Regions from separate parts of the Mus musculus genome. Here all the other regions are linked to region 2. The links are chromatin contacts, called in public Hi-C and HiChIP or PLAC-seq maps. All regions are on one chromosome and are shown on one strand. Each heading gives the region's core, a stretch centred on a gene start, on an enhancer-like site or on the middle of the called end of the contact. The rest is flanking DNA. Distances are from core to core; before and after follow the strand shown. Region 1 has its middle 35 kb from the start of Gm38926. Region 2 overlaps Rassf8 (Ras association (RalGDS/AF-6) domain family (N-terminal) member 8). Region 3 overlaps Gm38475 (a long non-coding RNA gene). Region 4 overlaps Itpr2 (inositol 1,4,5-triphosphate receptor 2).

Region 1 (2,700 bases), core at 67-2,566, 410 kb before region 2:
AAGTTTCACAAGTGTTTTTCCCATGATGATGGCAATGGCTGGCTGTTGATAGTGAGTCTGTTTGGAAGGCAGTGCAGAAGGAAAATGGGAATGAAATAGAGACAACAAAGACCCCTCATCCTCTGCTTTGAGTTTCAGGCTGTTAAGTCGCCATCTTCACCATGTGTGCACTTGGCTGCTGTGAGCCAAAGTGACTAACTGGCAGAGTTCAACTAGAATATACAGAACGGAGCATGCTGGGACGAGAAGGGGGCTGCAGGTTGATCCCCAAGACACTGGCTCCACTGTCTTTTACATTTCCTAGTAATTATATTAGTTGTTGAGAATTATTCTTAAAGTTCTAAGGCTGTCAGCTTAGTCTGATGGGGGAATAAGAATTAATTACAAGAGTTAACACAGTTCTATCCCACCTGAATACTGATGCTTGTGTGGACCCACTATGTATCTAATGATTTGGGCTGCCTCTCTTTCCACTACCACACCAGAACACTGATACTTGTGTGGACCCACTATGTGTCTAATGATTTGGGCTGCCTCTCTTTCCACTACCACACCAGAACATTGATACTTGTGTGGACCCATTGTGTATCTAATGATTTGGGCTGCCTCTCTTTCCTTCGACAGAATGGGTCATATGGCAGATGTTTTGCTGAGGCCACCAAATGATTCTGTAACAAAAGGGTCAGAAACAAGTCTTCCCTCCTACTCTTCCTACGGTGAAGAAACAAGAAATGGTTGTCATCACATTTTCCATGTTCTCAGAACTCCTTATCTCCAGGCCAGAGTGTTCCCAGAGCGTCTCTGCTCCCGGGTGTGGAGCTGGGCGAACATGTTTGCATTGTCCTCATTTAGAGGTACAGATTCAGCAACAGCTGTTGACAATTAATTATCCTTTGTCAACCGCATTCTGAGCTCTGAGTCTGTTCCCAGGTGCTTAGTGATACAGCAGCACACTTGGCCCGTGTTCTCTACGCCTCCCTTGGCATAGTGCCACTACAAGGACAGTGGCATTGTAAGTCACATGACTCCTTCTGATGCCGCCTCCCTCCCTTGGCAAACATAACACTACTACAGCATTCCAAGCAAGGATGGCGTCCTTGTACAATGACCATCACCGGTCTCACTCTGGCCCCTTTCTTCTATGTCTCCCATGTCTGTCTGATTACCATTTCTTTAAGGATTACATACCACACTACAAATGGAAGAAAAGCAACAAAGAAGAAAATGGCCATCAGGAACGTCTGCATGTCGTGAAGGAAGAGTTGATTGGCTGTGACATAGGGTTAGGGGGCAGGAAAACTTATGAGTCAGAGTTTTAGATATTTGAAACCTTGGTTAAAATATATCTTTCCTGACATGCCTGGTCTGAAGGGCTCAGTATGAGTTACAGACCACAGGGACAGCCTGAGTCCCTAATCAACCTTCACGGCACAGTCTGTTTGCAGGAACAATGTTAGGGCATAAAGAGAGTTTACCTCAAACTGGCCAGACAAGTGGGACCAGGGAGAGGGGAAGAAAAAGGGAAGAACTGAGGCAGAGAGGAAGGAATGGAGGGAGGGAGGGAGGAAGGAGAGAAGGAGGGAAGAAGGGAGGAAGATTAAGAGCAACTTTTGGATATTGGATCTGTCTTCTGAAAATTAGAAATTGGGAATTGAAGTTGAAATTGGGAAACGTCAATCTGGAAACTATCTGTACTTTACCGAATGGGAGTTTTCACTTAAAAACCAAACATCTTCTAGGTAGTTTGAAGATTTATTTTCCTGTGTGTGTGTGTAAACGCCTTCATGTGTATATGTGCAGCAAATGCATGCCTGGTGCCTGTAGATGCCAGCAGGGGATGTTGGATCTCCTGGGACTAGAGTCACAGCTGCTTGTGAGCAGCAATGTGGGTGTTGGGAACTGAACCCAGATCTTCTATAAGAGCAAATGCTTGTAACCAGAGACACGTCTCCAGCCCCCTCTTATAAGTACTTTTAAAATGGAAAATTATTAGCATTTTCTGAGTTAGACATTTTTATATTTGGTGATTAGTTTTGTCATTTCGATACACAACCCAAATAACTTGGGCAGTCTCAGTGAGGACCTGTCTACATACGGTTAGCCTGTGGTGTGTGTGTGGGATTAGCTTAACTGATATAGGTAGACCCAGTCCACTGTGGGCAGCAACATTCCCTAGATGAGGGGTCCTGACCTGTGTAAAAGTGGAGAAATCAAGTTGAGTGCAAGGGAGCGAGCAGCATTTGTGAGTTCATTTCTCCCTGCCTAGACTGTGGATATGATGTGACTAATCCCTTTGCTATGGTTTCCTCTCAACAGTGGGCTATAACCTGGAATTAGAAACAAAAGTAAACCCCCTTTTCCCTACCTTGATTTTTCTTTCCCACCAACAGAAATAAAACTAGAACAGGTAAGAGGATCCAACATGAGCAGAGGTTTGTCTCTCTCTCTTTCTTTCTTTCTTTCTTTCTTTCTTTCTTTCTTTCTTTCTTTCTTTCTTTCTTTCTTTCTTTCTTTCTTTCCTTCCTTCCTTCCTTCCTTAGATATTTTCTTTATTTACATTTCAAATGTTATTCCCTTTCCTAGTTTCCCCTCCAAAAAATCTCCTATCCCTTCCCTCCTCCCCCTGCTCCACAACCCACCCACTCCAGCTTCCTGGCTCAGGCATTCCTCTATACTGGGGCATAGAACCTTCACAGGACC
Region 2 (2,700 bases), core at 88-2,587:
CTTAACCCTTGAGGGAGCATCCTCAAGTGGAGGCTGGGGAGGACCAGACAGATGGGAGAAGGCATAGGAGGAGGGATGAGCAGTCAGGACAGGAGAGCACAGAGGAGAGGCCAGAACATTGATGCTGTGGGGTCATCCCAAGAGGAAGATACTTCAGGAAACGTGAGGGAAGGGCACACAGGAGGCACAGCCTGCAGCACACAGTTCTTGGTGACACTGTCAGCTGTGTTATCTGAGGAGAGATGGAGATAAATTATGAGGCAGAACTGTCAATGGGAATTGTGTGTTTAAAGTGTTCGTGCTGCACTCTGCTCCATTCCCCAAGTCAGCAATGATTTTATTTCCTCAAAGCCTCTCCTACTTTCTGGATGTTTTCAGTGAACATACTTTACTTTTGCAGTAGAGGAAGTTGTTTTAGGAATCCAAGGTTACACTGATGTGCAATACCCTTGTCAATGTCCCGGATACAATACTCCAAACAGGGCTTCATGAAGAAACGGCTCGCTCTCTATCACACTCCTTCTTTATGTTTTTGTGGTGAAACAAGGAACTGTTGTCAGGGTTAAACCCCTTGCTAACCAAGGCGTCTTTCCTGAATTGTTCCTTGTCATCGAGAAGCACTGTAGATCGTCCTTGAGCTTCCTGCTTGCAGCCAGATCTAGGCCTCCCCTGAAACAGTGCAGTAGACTTGTCTCACCCTTCGTAAGATGGGTGGGATATTTGGCTGAAGGCGCAGTGATAGACTAAGCTGGCTTTTGTTTTGCTTTGGTTTGGTTTTGAGATGGGGTTTAGCTATTCAACTCAGGCTGCTTTCAGAAATGTGAATTGTCTCAGCTTACATCCCACACTCCTGTGCTCTGAATCACACCACCAGTGCCCACCAGTGCCCACCAGTGCCCACCAGTGCCCACCAGTGCAGGCTCTTCCTTCTATTTGGTTTCATATATGTGGAGCCCTGAAGCAGCCCTGGCTACTTTACACTTCTATGAAGCAATATTAAACATCACTGCAGTCTTTAGCTGAGGAATGCCTGGGAGTGGCCATATTTATACAGTAAGAACTCTGGATAGCCCTTCCAACTCTGCCTTACATCTTACTAGCTTGGCAGCTATTCCACAGATCTCTATTGCCAGGAAAGTATTCCACAGCCTCTCCTCTGCCCTCAGTGATGGACTTAAGTCTGTTAGTCTCTGGTGCTGGTTCCTGTCTTCTGCTCTCTGCTGCCTGCGGTAAGGGGTGGGGAGATCTACCCTCACATCTTTCATTCCTCTAACCAGCGGCTGGGAGAGCCTTGCCAGTGTTGTCTTGCATCTTTCTAATAGGGAAGAGTGACCTCTGGTGGCTAAAACCATAAGCCCCAAAGTAACAAAAAAGCTCAGGTCACCTCTGCTTAATGTCCCCTCACTTCAGACTGTGTCAGGCACACATTCCACATCCGTGAATGTCTCTGGCTACATGTTTACCGGCTGTATCTCTTGTTACTACCACACATGCCCTGCATGCATAGTCAGCCTTAACTCCAGACCCCAGGTAGTATTCAGCTGGCACTCCTGTTTAGTGATAAATCCTTAAACCTCAATAACTTAACATGTTTGTTGGTTTGTTTGTTTTACCTGTTGACTAGAGAGCTACACTGTCTGATTCATACTCTAGCTGCAGCCTGTCTGCCCCAGCTGTCTGGCAGGTACCGGGCGGCATCCTCAGCTTGGTTGGTGTGCCATTAATGCAGCCTGGTTGTCTGGCAGTTGTGGGCTCACATCAGTCTTTCAATGTCTAATTTCTTGTGGCTCACTTTTTAAATGAGCGGTGTTAGTAACTTACAAGGAGGCCCAGACTGCTGAAAACAGAGATGAAAATAAATTCAAGTAGCAACAAAGTAAAGGGCAGCATTGCCTGTGGGTTACAGATTATCCTATAGAATGTGTGAATGGCTCATCCTTTTGTGAGAATGAAGGTCAGTGGTATGGGTGGTTTATACTTAATGTTAAAATCATTCTTAGTTTTTCCCTGTGATTAAAAGATTGTCTTATTCAAAAGATGAGAAAAACATCTTTGATTAAAAGCCATGGGGTCTAAGACATTTCTGTGGAAATATATATCCACATTGTTTCCATTTCACAGTCCTAGAGGGGGACTCAGGGCCCACATGCTTACACTTTATTTCTGTTTTAAGAAAGCTCTAGCAGGGTTCAGGAACTGGCTTTTAAAATTTACCTGTCTAGGTAAGATACAGCATTGGGTGTTTTTCACACACAGATTGTCTGTGCAGACTGCAACTCTCATGGAACAGTACTGACCCCATCGCAAAATTCCAGGCTGTCATTGAGAAACAGAAACTCCCATGGTAGCTGCTTGCAATAGAAAAGCATCATTTGAGTGAGAAATATTTCTTTTAAAAGCTAGTGGTGATTCTGAATTTGAATTTTCTCTAAAATTCAGTTCCAGTAGGTAAGTAGCTCTGGAGTTGAGCCTGGAACAAAACCTCAAGAATGCATTTCCTCCTCATGAAGCATGGGTGGTTATCAGGATCAGCTGTGTATTATAAAATACAACCCATAATACCACAAAAAGGTGGTCATCCCAGATGCCAGGACATACTTACTATGTTACTGGACCATTAGCCACTCCTCTGATACCTAAGACATAGTAACTTCCTAAGTGTGTTTTCAGTATTTTAATAGTGTTTTGTAGAAATACAGT
Region 3 (2,700 bases), core at 156-2,655, 310 kb before region 2:
ATTTCTCAATGTATTTGCAAACGAAATTCAAGAATATATCCAAAATGTCACCCACCCAACACAATCAAGTTGGCTTTTCCCAGAGATACAGGGATGGTTCAATGTATGTAAATTGGTAAATGCAGTCTACCATAAAAATAGACTCAAGGACAGAAATCATTTGATCATCTGATTAGATGTTAAAAACAAAACAAAAACAAAAACAAAACCCTTTGGTGAAATACAACATCTCTTAGTTACAAGTCCTGAGGAACGTGGTGACATGGGGAACATTATTTCGACATAGTTAAGGCAATACAACAAACCCATGGTCAACATCATGTAAAGTGTGACCAGGTGCCGAGCATTTTCCACTAATGTCACCAAGCATTTCCCACTAATGTCAAGGACAAAAGCAATGTCCACTCTTTGCTCTCCTGTTCAATATTGTGCTTCCAGTCTTGGCTTGAACAAAAAGGTGGGAGGAGAGAGAGGATGAACGTAGACAGGAAGAAGTAACCGCATCCATGTCTGCAGATGATACGATTCCATCTCTTAAAAACCTGCAAGACTCCAGACAACCCCCACGGCTGACAGACAGAGCAGCGGGAGACAAAACTCACACATAAGTCAGCAGCCTCCCTACATTCCAATGACAAACCGACACAGAAATAAATCTTGGAATCAACCTGAACGGCGAAGCAAAGGGCACGTACAATGAAACCTTTAGGACCCGGAGACAGAAGTTAGAGACCTACCATGCTCATGGATTGGCAAGATGAACACCAAAAGCAATCTACAGAGTCGATGCAGTCCCTATCAAAACTCAGATGTGTTCTTCATAGAGATCGAAAAACTAATCTCCAAATCCAATATGGAAACACAAAAGACTTAGGATATCCAAAATAATCCTGAAGACTAGGAGCCTTGCTGAATGCATCACCATCCCAGATTTCAAGTTAAACAACAGAAACATCGGCATAAAAGAACAGAGGATCGATATCAAAATAGGTACACTGATCAGTGGAGTAAAACTGAGAGCCAGATATACGTCCCTGAGTTTTGACAAAGAAGCCAAAAATTCACATGAATGAAAAGACAGCATCTTCAATGCTTTAAATTTTAAATATTTTTCATTTTTCCACAGAATTCTCTGTAACTATCTCACCCTGCTTCCCTTTGCATAGCACCTATCACCACCAGTACCACATGTTAGTTTGGCTTTTGTTTGTTTGGGGGTTTTTTGTTTGTTTGTGTTTTGTTTTTGTTTTAGCTTACCATCCGTAGGAACGCAGTCCACAACGGGCCTGAGAGAGTATATGTCGGATGCTCAGTGTCCAACAAGCACATGGTAAACATTTGTTGACGGCTGAATGCGTATCACCCACGTGTTATCAACAGCCCAGTGTTTTCCACTTCAGGAAACAGATGGAAGATAGAGGGCAAGGAGCCAAGGGAAGAGATACAGGTCCAGCGTATGCTCTGAGGTCAGCGGGTCACAGGTTGCACACTTAGTCCCTTTCATAGATTCCCTAACTAGATGTGCATCTACCCAAGAGCTTAAAATTATAAACTGAAAAAAAAATAATTAAACCCAGGCAGCAACAGCACATCCTGTTTCCTTGCATTCGGTGATCAGCCAGGACAGAGAAACCCCAGCGTTGGGGCCCAGGAGCTGTTGCCATAGTAACAGAAACAAGCCTGACTTCTTAGGTGAAGAGCCAGTGCTTTTATTAATCTACAGGGAGAATGGCTTCTTTATCTTTTTAAATCTGTACTTTCTGTATGAAAGAAAAGGCTGCATCACTCTTTCAAATACCTAGTTGGTTGTGCCAGCTGTGCGCTGCTGTGGCAAACACTAGAAAGAAGCGTTTGGAGGATCTACCCTGGCTGCACTGTCAGGGCTTCTGGTCCATGGTTGCTTTGCTCCATGTTTCTGGGCCAGCAGTGAGACCACAAACCATTGTGGAAGTACTTGGCAGGGGAAATGTCACAGCTTGCAGGAAATGAGAGGGAAAACAGGAAGGGCCAGGGCAACACACGCCCCCCCCAAGGTGCTTCCAAGGAGCTACCGCCTCCATTCAGGCCACATGTTCAGAAGGGTCCGAGAAACCACCTAGCACCCATGATCACTAAGCAGCATGAGAACCAGTGGGCGAGATCCCCGACCCAGACCGTGGGTGTTGTCCACCATTATCTGCCTGGATGCTTGGTTTCTCACAGAACCTGGCTTTTGAGGGGGTGCATTTTCTCAGTGAGGCACAGACAGAAGCTTGTCCAGGCTACATGCCCTTAAGAAAAGATGAAATCAGCCTTGAGGCCGGTTTACAGCTGGGCAAAGGGAACATCAGATTAAGGGTGATCAGGTTCTGCCCGGATGGAGATGGGTGACTCAGATGATCAGAACTGTGGTCAGAGTGCATTCATTAGAACCCCAAAATATCCCAAAGCAGTGTATGTGCGATCTCTTCCTTCACAAATGTTTGGGTGTGGGGTACAAACTGGATGCTTTAAACTACGTGCTGTTTAAGAAAACTGTTTATGGGGCTGGAGAGGTGGCTCAGTGGCTAAGAACATTGGCTACTCTTGCAGAGGACCAGGGTTCAGTTCCTAGAACCCACAGGGCAGGTCATAGCCATCAGTAGCTCTAGCTCCAGGGAATCTGATGCCCCTTCTGGCCTCTGTGGGCATCAGGCATGTGCATGGTGTAGAGACATACAG
Region 4 (2,700 bases), core at 112-2,611, 330 kb after region 2:
GTTACAATGAACATTGTGAGCATGACTGTCCTTACCAAAGCAGGTGGTACTGGCACAAAGACAGACTTGTCAGTCAAAGGAACAAAACTGAGGACTCACATATAAACCCACACTCCTACATCCTACATCCACTCAACTTTTGACAAAGAAGTCAACAAATACCTGTTGGAGAGAAGACAGCATCTTGAACAAGTGTTGCTTGTCAAACTGGATGACCACAGAGGAGGGATCAAATCTGAACTGTGTCTTTCATCTTGTATAAAACTCTACTCCAAATCCATGAAGGATGTTAATACAAGACCAGATACTCTAACTCTGACAGGAGCAAGGGGACCTAGGCTTGACTCACTGATATAAGAACAGACGTTTTGAGTAGCATCTTGATAGAAAAAGGCTTTATTTAATACCAATAATTAATAAATGGGACCTCAAAAACCAAAAGTTTCTGAACAGCAAAGGGTACTATCGCTCAACTGAAGAGGCAGTAAGCAGACTGGACATTTTTTATTCATGAGTTATATCTTTGAAGGAGTGGTACTATCTAGAATATATAAGTAGCTCAAAATTAAACATTCAAGAAAACCTAAACGGGACAAAACTAAACAGAGTCCAGGGGGGAAAATATATGTTCAACATACATAGCCATCAAGGAAATGCAAATTAAAACTGCTCAGAGGTTTCATCTAAGCCCAGTCAGAATGGTTACGGTCAAGAAACAAATGGTGACAAATGGCAGCATGGACACTGGGTCTGGGGACACTCATTCTTTGCTGGAGGTGTGTGAACTGGAGGGGGGTGAACTGGTACAGCCACTAAGAAAATATGTGTAGAGGTTCCTCAAAAGGCTGATAATAGACCTATCATATGCTCCACATATACTGGTCTTGGGCAAAGGACTCCATATATTGGGATATCCATAAAAATTTGCAAAGAACCAATAAATTTTTAAGAGAAAAATAAAATTTAAAAAGGCGTTTAAAAATCAGTACAGAAAAGTTTTCTTTTCACAGAAACAACCTTAAACATAAGTATTGTATATGCTTTTAGGTTCTTGTGTTCCATTTTCTGTTGAAAGCAGTCTGTGACAAAACAGTGTGTGTGCATTTTTCAGTAAGGGAGTGTCCTTTCCTTTGAGGGAGGGGAAGGTGAAGTGGCTACCTTACCCTAAGACAGAAGTGCAGGCCTGATGCGTCCAGCAGGGTTCCCCTGCACAGCTTCCTCACGCCGCTGGCCTGTGCTTTGCTCCTGGTTAACACAGTGGTCTGATTTCACTTTACGTGGCATATCTTGTGGTCATGCACATGGTTATCGGATTCCCAGGCCGGTGCTGGTTAGTCAATATGATATCATTTCCTCATTTCACCAGAACTGAATACATGTGACCACAGGGTAGCCTCAAGCCAGGGAAGAAGATTAGCTGCCAGACTTCTAGGCTGCAGGGTTGATCCTTCCTAATAACTCAGTGAAGTGCAGGTCTTCTAGAGGCTTCTAAAATGCAAGACTCTTAGATGAATTTGTCGTTCCTGACACGTTCACTTAGGACCCATAATCCTCTTCCTGGGGATAATTTTGTATAATAGTGTGCTTGTCTAGGAGACTGCCAGAGCAATGGACAGAAGTCACAAGAATCTTTCAGAGTCCTTTTAATAGTAGGTCAGCGTGACCCATTGATGTCTACAGCTGTTCAGTCAGAGTCTGTCACTTAGAGACCCTGTGTGGTGTTCACATTTAGTGTTTTCAAGTGATACTTCATTCCTGGAGCAGAGATAGTACTGTGCAATGGAAGGGCACCAATTGGGGAGATAGAACAACCTGGGCTTTGACTTCGTCATAACTGAAAGCATTTCCTGTATGGGGCGGATGGGTGTCCCACTGTCTAAGGCTCAGTTTGCTTCTCGGTGAAACAAGAATGCCCCTCTAGGTGTGTCCATACCTTTTCCTGCCCTGTGCTTCGTGAGCTGTGAATGCAAGGTAAAGCTTTAAAATTCAAGTTGCTGCAAATAGACTTGAGCCTATCAAAGTTTAAACACACAGAGTTAAGGCTGGAAGCAGCCCTGAGTCACAGAGCCCAAGCTAGCATGTGTGTGAGTAAGTTTTTGCTATGTCAGAATGAGATTAAGAAGTAATAAGACTGGTTTGGTCCAACCAAACATTGAGGATTTGTCTTTTTAAAAAGGTATTAGCATTTATGAAAATCACCTGTATATATGTAAGCTGGAGGGAAATGAAATTCTGACCTTCTGTAACACGGCAACAGATCCCGCCTTGCCTTCCGAGTGCCTGGCATTTGGTCCTGTTGTGGCCGATACCCACAATTCCACAGAACAAGGGTTGCTATGATCTTACTCCATGGCCTACAACATGAAGCAAGTTTACTTACTTGCCCAAGGCCACAGAACGGTGAGTGGCTGAGTCAGGCTTTGGTTCTTTGGAGTCCCTCTGCCTTTCCTGAACTGCTCTCCATGTCTGACGGAGACACTGGCACTTGGCTGCTACAGAAGCTGAGGTACAAGGATTGCAGGTTCAAGGCCTGGCCCAGCTACAGAGTGAGCTCAGCCCAGAAACTTGGTGAGACTAAACAGAAACAGAAGGTGGCTAGAGGTGGCTCAGCTTCTGGGTGCTTCAGGCCTCCGCTCCAGAAAGCCCAGCTTCTAAACTCAGTGGGAAAATCAAACAATACAGGGATGATTGCAACTGGAA

The links. Hi-C and Micro-C count contacts between places; a contact is called where the count stands out from the background. HiChIP or PLAC-seq counts read pairs in DNA pulled down with a chosen protein or histone mark.
Region 1: a FOXA1 HiChIP or PLAC-seq map of pancreatic cancer cells shows a contact between it and region 2. The contact joins two enhancer-like sites. A contact is called at or near these places in 5 of 39 promoter capture datasets (the C10 cell line, cranial neural crest, frontonasal cranial neural crest and 2 more), 2 of 15 datasets of contacts at CTCF or cohesin (large pre-B cells and pro-B cells), 17 of 484 Hi-C or Micro-C datasets (CD4 T cells, the N1E-115 cell line, the STO cell line and 10 more) and 3 of 115 datasets of contacts at active chromatin or transcription factors (T-cell acute lymphoblastic leukemia, embryonic fibroblasts and pancreatic cancer cells).
Region 3: a contact with region 2 is called in a Hi-C map of the N1E-115 cell line, with 3 times the contacts expected there. The contact joins two enhancer-like sites. A contact is called at or near these places in 2 of 15 datasets of contacts at CTCF or cohesin (the NIH/3T3 cell line and large pre-B cells), 2 of 484 Hi-C or Micro-C datasets (the G1E-ER4 cell line and the N1E-115 cell line), 1 of 115 datasets of contacts at active chromatin or transcription factors (fibro-adipogenic progenitors) and 2 of 9 other capture datasets (adipose tissue and embryonic stem cells).
Region 4: a FOXA1 HiChIP or PLAC-seq map of pancreatic cancer cells shows a contact between it and region 2. The contact joins two enhancer-like sites. A contact is called at or near these places in 1 of 115 datasets of contacts at active chromatin or transcription factors (pancreatic cancer cells) and 1 of 9 other capture datasets (liver).

What each region holds. Positions count from the first base shown.
Region 1 is chr6:145,381,870-145,384,569 of GRCm38.p6, forward strand. No RefSeq gene overlaps it. Among named protein-coding and RNA genes, the nearest start is that of Gm38926, 35 kb to the left of the region's middle. Within about 2 kb of position 1,317, at least 11 of the 459 cell types and tissues checked have an H3K27ac peak or open chromatin away from gene starts, as enhancers often do. A contact at or near this core is called in pancreatic cancer cells, where this site is marked.
Region 2 is chr6:145,792,129-145,794,828 of GRCm38.p6, forward strand. All of the region lies in intron 1 of Rassf8 (Ras association (RalGDS/AF-6) domain family (N-terminal) member 8), which reads left to right. Among named protein-coding and RNA genes, the nearest start is that of Gm15704, 45 kb to the left of the region's middle. Within about 2 kb of position 1,338, at least 58 of the 459 cell types and tissues checked have an H3K27ac peak or open chromatin away from gene starts, as enhancers often do. A contact at or near this core is called in the N1E-115 cell line and pancreatic cancer cells, where this site is marked.
Region 3 is chr6:145,484,761-145,487,460 of GRCm38.p6, forward strand. All of the region lies in intron 2 of Gm38475 (a long non-coding RNA gene), which reads right to left. Among named protein-coding and RNA genes, the nearest start is that of Gm15499, 43 kb to the left of the region's middle. Within about 2 kb of position 1,406, at least 18 of the 459 cell types and tissues checked have an H3K27ac peak or open chromatin away from gene starts, as enhancers often do. A contact at or near this core is called in the N1E-115 cell line, where this site is marked.
Region 4 is chr6:146,119,065-146,121,764 of GRCm38.p6, forward strand. The region is part of intron 55 of Itpr2 (inositol 1,4,5-triphosphate receptor 2); the gene reads right to left. Among named protein-coding and RNA genes, the nearest start is that of Gm35768, 24 kb to the right of the region's middle. Within about 2 kb of position 1,362, at least 59 of the 459 cell types and tissues checked have an H3K27ac peak or open chromatin away from gene starts, as enhancers often do. A contact at or near this core is called in pancreatic cancer cells, where this site is marked.